Regions from separate parts of the Hordeum vulgare genome. Here region 1 is linked to region 2. Evidence: chromatin contacts called from public Hi-C data. All regions are on one chromosome and are shown on one strand. The core of a region is the stretch at or near the end of the contact, and the rest is flanking DNA. Distances in the headings are between cores, read along the strand shown.

The links. Hi-C and Micro-C count contacts between places; a contact is called where the count stands out from the background.
Region 1: a Hi-C map of seedling shows a contact between it and region 2, with 8 times the contacts expected there. The contact joins the promoter of LOC123426878 here to the promoter of LOC123426875 in region 2. A contact is called at or near these places in 1 of 6 Hi-C or Micro-C datasets (seedling) and 1 of 1 datasets of contacts at active chromatin or transcription factors (embryo).

What each region holds. Positions count from the first base shown.
Region 1 is chr2H:505,803,314-505,806,871 of MorexV3_pseudomolecules_assembly, reverse strand. It overlaps LOC123426878 (probable protein phosphatase 2C 41), which reads left to right and starts at 2,307. Exons shown (of 6, transcript XM_045110780.1): 1 at 2,307-2,488; 2 at 2,637-2,855; 3 at 3,447-3,558. The coding sequence starts at 2,817.
Region 2 is chr2H:504,836,052-504,839,587 of MorexV3_pseudomolecules_assembly, reverse strand. LOC123426875 reads right to left here and starts at 2,109. Exons shown (of 14, transcript XM_045110775.1): 1 at 1,831-2,109. The coding sequence starts at 1,956.

The DNA.
Region 1 (3,558 bases), core at 1,058-3,557, 970 kb before region 2:
CTGAAGCAGAGCTCGCCGTCCGATCGAACGGGGGTGCGCACGCGGTGGCGCCGGCGCGTGTTTAATTTGCTGGGGCTCTGAAGGGGAAGGAGAAGGGGATCGTTGCTGCTGCTTGCTGGTGGTGTCAGGCGTGGGCGTGGGCGTGGGCGTGGGCGTGGATGCCACTTGCGCTCGGGGGAGCCGGGCCGGGGCCGGGGCCGTCGCCGTCGCCTCCCCGTGGGCTCTGGCATGGGGCGTGGGCGCGGGCGCGGGCGAGCGCGACGGCTTCGGCTGCGTCCCCCGGGCGCCACTCGCCGGATGTGGACCGGGTGCTCATCTACAGCTCCCTCGTGACGTGCCCCCTCCCCTCTGCTGTGGGATTCTTTGGGTCCTTCTCCTCATCCGGCATAGTCATCGGCAGGTTTCGAGACAAGTTTTTTTCTTTTCTTTTTCGAGACAAGCTATTAGCAGCTCTCACATTTGGGCTGCATGGCCCGATAGGGAAGTGGCCCGGTGGGCGGGCGTGCTGGAAGACCCTGATGGTCATTTGCTGGGAGCCCAAGCCCAAGCACGGCCTGGATGGAAGTGGACTCTGCTTTTCCTTGGCTTCTTTTTATCTGGTCCTCTCGTAAATTCGGCAAAGAACCTCATGCCATGCGATGCCACCATGTAATGTAATGGAGCATATAAATATGTTTACTCAAAAGAAACCCAGGCGAATACCGATTTGAGTTCCGCTGACAACAACGCGCCAACCTTACTCGTACGATGAGTGAGAATCGTACTAGCAATATGCCGGCTTCTTCTCACCTAAAGTACTACTAGAGTACTTCCGTGGATGGAGGGAGCATTCACAGTGCTTTCCTAAACTCTTTTAAACAACACCTAGAGGACTCCCCTTTGAACAAAACTAATTTAGGCATATTTTCTACTTACCGGCAAAGCATCGCGGTTCAGAACCTCTCCTCCTTTATTTTTTTTGCTGGGAGGAGCAAAAGCCGTGCATAAAACCTATGAATTGCGTAAAAGCTCGCCGAGTTCCTTTATTTTAATTTTGAAGAAACGACTAGTTTTTTCCACACACGGTATGGCGTGCAACGACCCTAAAAAAAAAGAAATATAGGGAGCAACGGACTGAAGCGCAAGCAATCAACGGTCCTGTTTGGATACTCTAACCTGGTTAGAGTTAGAGCTCTAAAGGTGTTTGGATGGGAGGGTTAGATGGACAATAAATGCTCTTTTTTAATCATTTGAATACTTTGGACCTCTCTCTTTCCCTGGACCCCACATACTCTAACCCAAAAAAGCACCTCTTGGGTGGGTTAGAGTTTTTGAATGGGTTAGATGCATCTAACCAACTCTAACTCATCTGTTTGGATCTTTGAGGGTTAGGGCATCTTCAATAGTCGTATGATCATTGTTGGTAAAATTGTCACATAGACGATTTTAATGACATGGCACATAATAAAAGAAGAGAGAGAATGAAATCGTATGAACTTGAAGCAACGGTTGAGGCACAAGCTCCGAGGTAAGCATGGTCATTTCTTCAACATTTAGTGGACCCGCTTAGTTATTTTACATACTGTTAACATACACTTCATTGAAGAGCGTGTATGATGTGCTGTTGGTTGCTGACATGGACATTTATACCAACGATTGAACATACAGACTGTTGGAGATACTCTTAAATGGCTTAAATCTAACCCACTCTAACTTTAACCATTCAAACAGGGCCAATTAATTGTCCACCTCATTATTCTCTCGGTCTAACTTCCCAGTCGTCGCCTGCGTCTGCCTGCCGCCGAATTAAATTTCCCGCAGCGCCGAGCAGAACATGGTCCACAGGACCCAAGCCCCAACGCCGCGCACCCGTCCGCCACCGGTCCATAGACCCTGTTCCCTGAGAAACCCAAGCGCTTGTTTTGTCTCGTCTCTGCCCCTGGACAGGCAAGTCAAACCGGCGCGCCCCGCTCCCTCCGCCCAAGTCTTTAATTCCCGCGCCTGTGCCCTACCTCCACGGAACAGCAGCACATGACGAGCAGGCCCCACGCATCCAGGCCCACACGTCGGCGTGTGGAGCTGGATTTTTCTCGCTTGGACCCGTCAATTACGACCGTTTCTGCTCCCCTGTCGTCCCCACGACGCAAGCCCGTTCGCACACACCTGGTCTTCAGATGGAAGCATCCCCACCGTCGATTCAGCTTGCGGAGTGCGGCCACGGGCGGTACGATTGATCTGGTGTATGAACCAGGTCTATGTCAGCGTGGGCCCGCCGTCTGTACCCTGCCGAGTGTTGACCCCCGGAAAGGCATAGACTTCCTCGTCCCCACGCGCAAACCTGACGGAAGAAAAAATACCCAAACCCGGAGCTCCCCCCGACCCTGAGAGAGAGAGAGAGAGAGCGGCTCATCTCAGCTCAGCTCCTTCGCTTCCATCGCTCAAGGCCTCGAGCTCTCCTCCACCTCCGCCCCCTGGGAATCTCCGAGCTCGTCCACCGCTGGATCGATCGGTGAGTCGACCGACCCGCTTCGCCGGAGAAAAAATCATGATTTTCTTTTCTTCTTTTCTGTGGCCCTTGTTTAATTCTGCTTGTGTCCACGCTACCGGATCTGAGGTGATCGAATTCTCTGGCTATCCTTTTTTTTGCTTGCCGTCAGGGTGCAGAGTTCCATGAAAGAGGCGCGGTTTTGGGAGGCCGTTGCAACCGAAGCCGGGCCGCGTGGTGTCCCGAGACGGGTCTCGCTGGCGGCGGGGGCTTCCTATTATTCTTCGCCCTTCGGCTGCTCTATCTTGTTCTAGCTCACGGGTGGGAGCTGGTAGGGAGTTCACGAGAGAATATGGCGAGGTTTTGCTGCTTCGGCGCTGGCTGCTCCGAGGTAAGCTTTGTTTTCCTTGTCCCGGTATTTTCTTTGCTAATTGCATCATTTTTTTCTGTATAGATTTTCTATTTTTACTGTGAGGTTATCTGTACGGAATATCATGTAACAGTTCGGCAAATTAGGTACTCTTAAGAATTACGATGATATTTACAGCACATGGTTCCTAGTGAGCAAAGCTGTACTTTCTTCATGAATTGCACTGCCTTTGATAATGATATGGTACAAATTTCACTGCCGGTGACATATGCTTCGTGGTAATAATGTTTTAATTGACTAAAGTTGACTTACTGGACACAAAAGTACACCAGCCCTCATCCTTTTTGTCTTCTGAAACTAGCCCTCATCTTCTGATGACATGATTTTCGTTAGTTGTTGACTGGACTATACCTGCTCTGTGTTTCCTTTCAAAAAGGAGAAAGAAGAACTACACCTGCTCTAATATACTTTTTATAGTAATCCCAGCCAGAAGTAAATTGGTACATACTCGAGCTTTTTAAACTAAAAATTGTTAGAAGCTCGTCAAATGCATTGGTTAGAAGCTATATTGGTTAATTTATTACTCTTGCTGACTGCTCTGTTTCAATATAGCTGACAGGGCATGCATCGGCCTCCTCTGGTAAAGGGAAAGGCTGTCAGGGCCAAGTCAAGGTTAGCTACGGGTTTAGCCTTGTAAGAGGAAAGACAAACCATCCGATGGAGG
Region 2 (3,536 bases), core at 860-3,359:
GCTCCCGTGGGAGACAGAGGAGGCTTCCCGCCGCCGCCGGCCCCAGACCACTCTCCCCCTCCTCTTCCCTTGCCGACGCGCTGGTCGGCCGGCTTCGCCTTCTCCTCCTCGCCTGGTGAGGTCGTCGCGGGACAATCTGGCTCGGCCAGGACGCGGTGCTGCGCGGGGCGCGGCGGCACTGGAGGCCGTGGCGGTGGCGTGGAGGGCTGCGTGCGGGTGAGCGCACGGGGCTTCGTGCGGCGGTGCTTGGCGCCGGGTGGATGCGGGTCGGCCGGATCTGTCCTGGGTTTTCGACCAGCGGCGCGGGGTGGCAGGTGCGGTAGGGTGCAGGGAGCGGAAGGCACGGGCGGCGGTGTCCTGTGCTCGGCCGTTGGCGCGGTGGCCCGTGCTGGCGGGGAGTTCGGCCCTCCCCGTCCCTGATCTGGATCGGCCAAGTGTGGGGGCGTCGTCTGCGTTCCTCCCCTCCGGTTGCTCGTTACGCGGGTGCGTGCCCAGCGGCTCCGACGCTTGGAGCTTGCCGGACGGTGCAGGTTGGGTAGTGGCCCGGTGTGGCTGCTGCTCCGGTCATGGATGGCTCCACGGCAGCTTGGCAGGTCGACTGCGGCGGCGGCTGACGTGTTCCGACGTCGGCTTGTCCGTAGGCGGCCTGGGACAGCCTTCGACACCTCTCCTCGTCATCCGGGCACTACCCTCATTGAAGGGTTGGACCTTTCCCAGTTGCAGTTCATCGCTCGTCTCGCGTCCGGTATAACAGGACTGAGCTCGTCTCGCGCCTGGCTGCAGGATCGAGCTTGTCTCGCGTCCGGCTGTAGGACCGAGCTCGTCTCGCGCCAGGGGCTACAGGACGGGTCGCCAGTTGGGTCTCGGTGCTGGGTGCCGCCCAGGGGTGCGAAAGGCGCGGCCTTTCCGCTCGTCTCTTTGATTGGGGCAGCGGCAGGTCTCAAGTGAGGTGGTGTCAAGGTATTGGATGTCGGGGTGGTGGTAGCGCGGTGCTCATGGGCAGAGATTGTGGCTTGGTGCTGCCTGGAGACCATGGTCGTGTGGGCGGCGTGGTAGCCAGGGTGTGGCGTTCGGTGGCGGTGAGTGGTTGTCAGGGTGAAAACTTGTTCTATCTTCGATCGGACCGGTGGCGGCGAAGATCGTTCCCTTCTTAAAGGCGTCGTCGCGGCTCTCATTGCCCTCGTGTTACTACAGGGGAAACTCTGATTCTAGGATCGGGCGGTGGCGGCGTTCCGATGTCGAAACCTTCCTGAAGGCGCAGTCATGGAGCCCATGGTTCGCCGTATGCGGCTTCATCTCTTCACGCTGACGTGTTCACGGTTGAAACCCCCAGTTACTCCCGTAGTGTTAGGGATGGTATTGTTGCGTTCAGCGTCTATGTATCCTGCCTTGGGTGTGTGCGTGTATTGTGATGGCATGCGTTTGTTTCGGGTTGTTGATGGTCATTGCTTTATATATAAAGCGGGACCAAAGCTTTTTTTTTAATTAATTGCTAAGTAATACCAGTCATTAAGTTTTATAAGGAGGTATGGTTTGTTCATCCCGCTTTTACTACTTAAATAGTATGTTGATAGATATGCCTATTCCATGCCTGGTCCGCACTCGCATGATTAGCTTATTACAATATGAGATTAATATTGTTAGCACTGTCTTCATAATTTACTTATGGATTAAATTAATCGGAAAATTGCTAACATATCGGACAAGACCTTTAGTTCACCCGAAACTGCTAGTCAAGCAAGCGCACACGTAACTTACGGATCTGAGGTGATTGGATTCGTGAACACGGCGGAAGAGAAGGGGGCGAGGTGGCTAGGCTAATAACCATACCAGGAAGAGGAGGAAGTGGGCGAGGAAGCGGTCCCCGCCGCCGCTGCCGTTGGAATCGGAGAGGCCACGGGAGCCCATGAGCGAGAGCACCCTCTGCACCTTTTCTAGCTCCAGCAGCGCCTCCATGGCGTGGTGCCGTGCTTCCGCTCGATCTTGGTTTGATTTCAGGTTCGATTTCAGGTTTGTGCGAGTGAATTCACTGGAACAGAAAGGAGGAAAAGATGGAAACGAGAAGGTTGGGCCCTGACTGCAAATAAGCTGGTCCACATGGGCTGCCCCAGTTGTATCCGGCCGCCAGGCTAAAGTTATAGCTTCTTCTCGAAATCATTAATTGAAGACTACTTCTTTATCACTCTCACATCCTCAGGTAACCATAAGCTAGTTTAAATATTTTATTTTTTAAACCGTCTTTTCAAAATGACACATATAATGCGTCATTTTTCACAATCTGAGAAGGTGAAAGAGATCTTTGAAAAAAATACTCTTGAATTAGTGATTTTGAAGATTTAAATGCACGGTTTAAAAAATAAACATTTTAAAAATACAGATCTATAAAAAAATAAAAACTCTTAGGTTACGACAAATGACATACATGCAATACTTCAGCTGTCACAATATAAAATGGTGAAATTGACATTTAAAAAGAGTATTTTTTTAATTCATGATTTTGGTCCTTGTTGGCTAAGCGCCACAAAAGGGAACCGGCGCTTAGGCGCACCCCTTCTAGATCGGCCCATTATGGAGGTTTACGCTCGATGGAGCAGCTCCAATTTTCCCTCGTTCTATGGTCACGGTTGAACACAAAAGGTTCATAAAAGCGAAAATGGTTCATAAATTTTGAAATGTAAGTTCATGAATTTAAAAAATTTCACTCTGATCTAAAAAAACTTCACAAATTTCTAAAAAATTCATGGATTTTAAAAATTAGTTCATGAATTTGAAAAATGTTTTAAAAAAAGTTCGTTGAACTGGAAAAAAAGTTCACAAACCTTAAAAAGTTCATCATTTTTTAGAAAAGTTCATGCGTTTGAAAAAAAAAGTTCATCAAATTTCAAAAAACAAATCATCAAAAATTGAGAAAAGTCACCAATATTCAAAAACGTTCATGAATTTTGAAAACTAAATCATGAATTTGGAAAGAAAACAAGGTTGCTCTTTTTTTTTAAAACAAAAAATATATATAATATAAAATTGAAATGAAAAAAGTAATAAAAAGAGTAAATAAAAGTAACAAGAAAAAAAAAGAAAAATCAAAGAAAAACAAGTCTTAAAAAAACTAAATTCAAAAACCGGGAAACCCGCCCTTCCATTGGGCCGGCCCATGACTGACGCTGCAGGCGCCGGTTAAGATAAATGCACTTTAACCGACGCCTGCAGCGCCAAATAGGATTAGCCCAAAAAAGCTCTCTCCAGTTGCACCCCTTAGATGGCCTGGGCCAGGCTTGAACGCCTTTAGCACCCATTAACAAAATGCATGATATAACTCGTGCAAAAGGCGCCAAATAGAATTGAGGAGTACAATTGCAGCTCAAGCAGAATTTTCTATTTGAGCTTTTGTTGATGCCATGGCTATGTATCGTCAGTAATCGATTCCTAATAAGAATCAGCTACGAACAACAGCATCGTGCCGGCCCATTTTGGCGTGGTTGACCGCTACGCGCCTAGTTAGCTTTGCTTCGTCTCAGCTTGTAGTGGTAGCTCTAGGG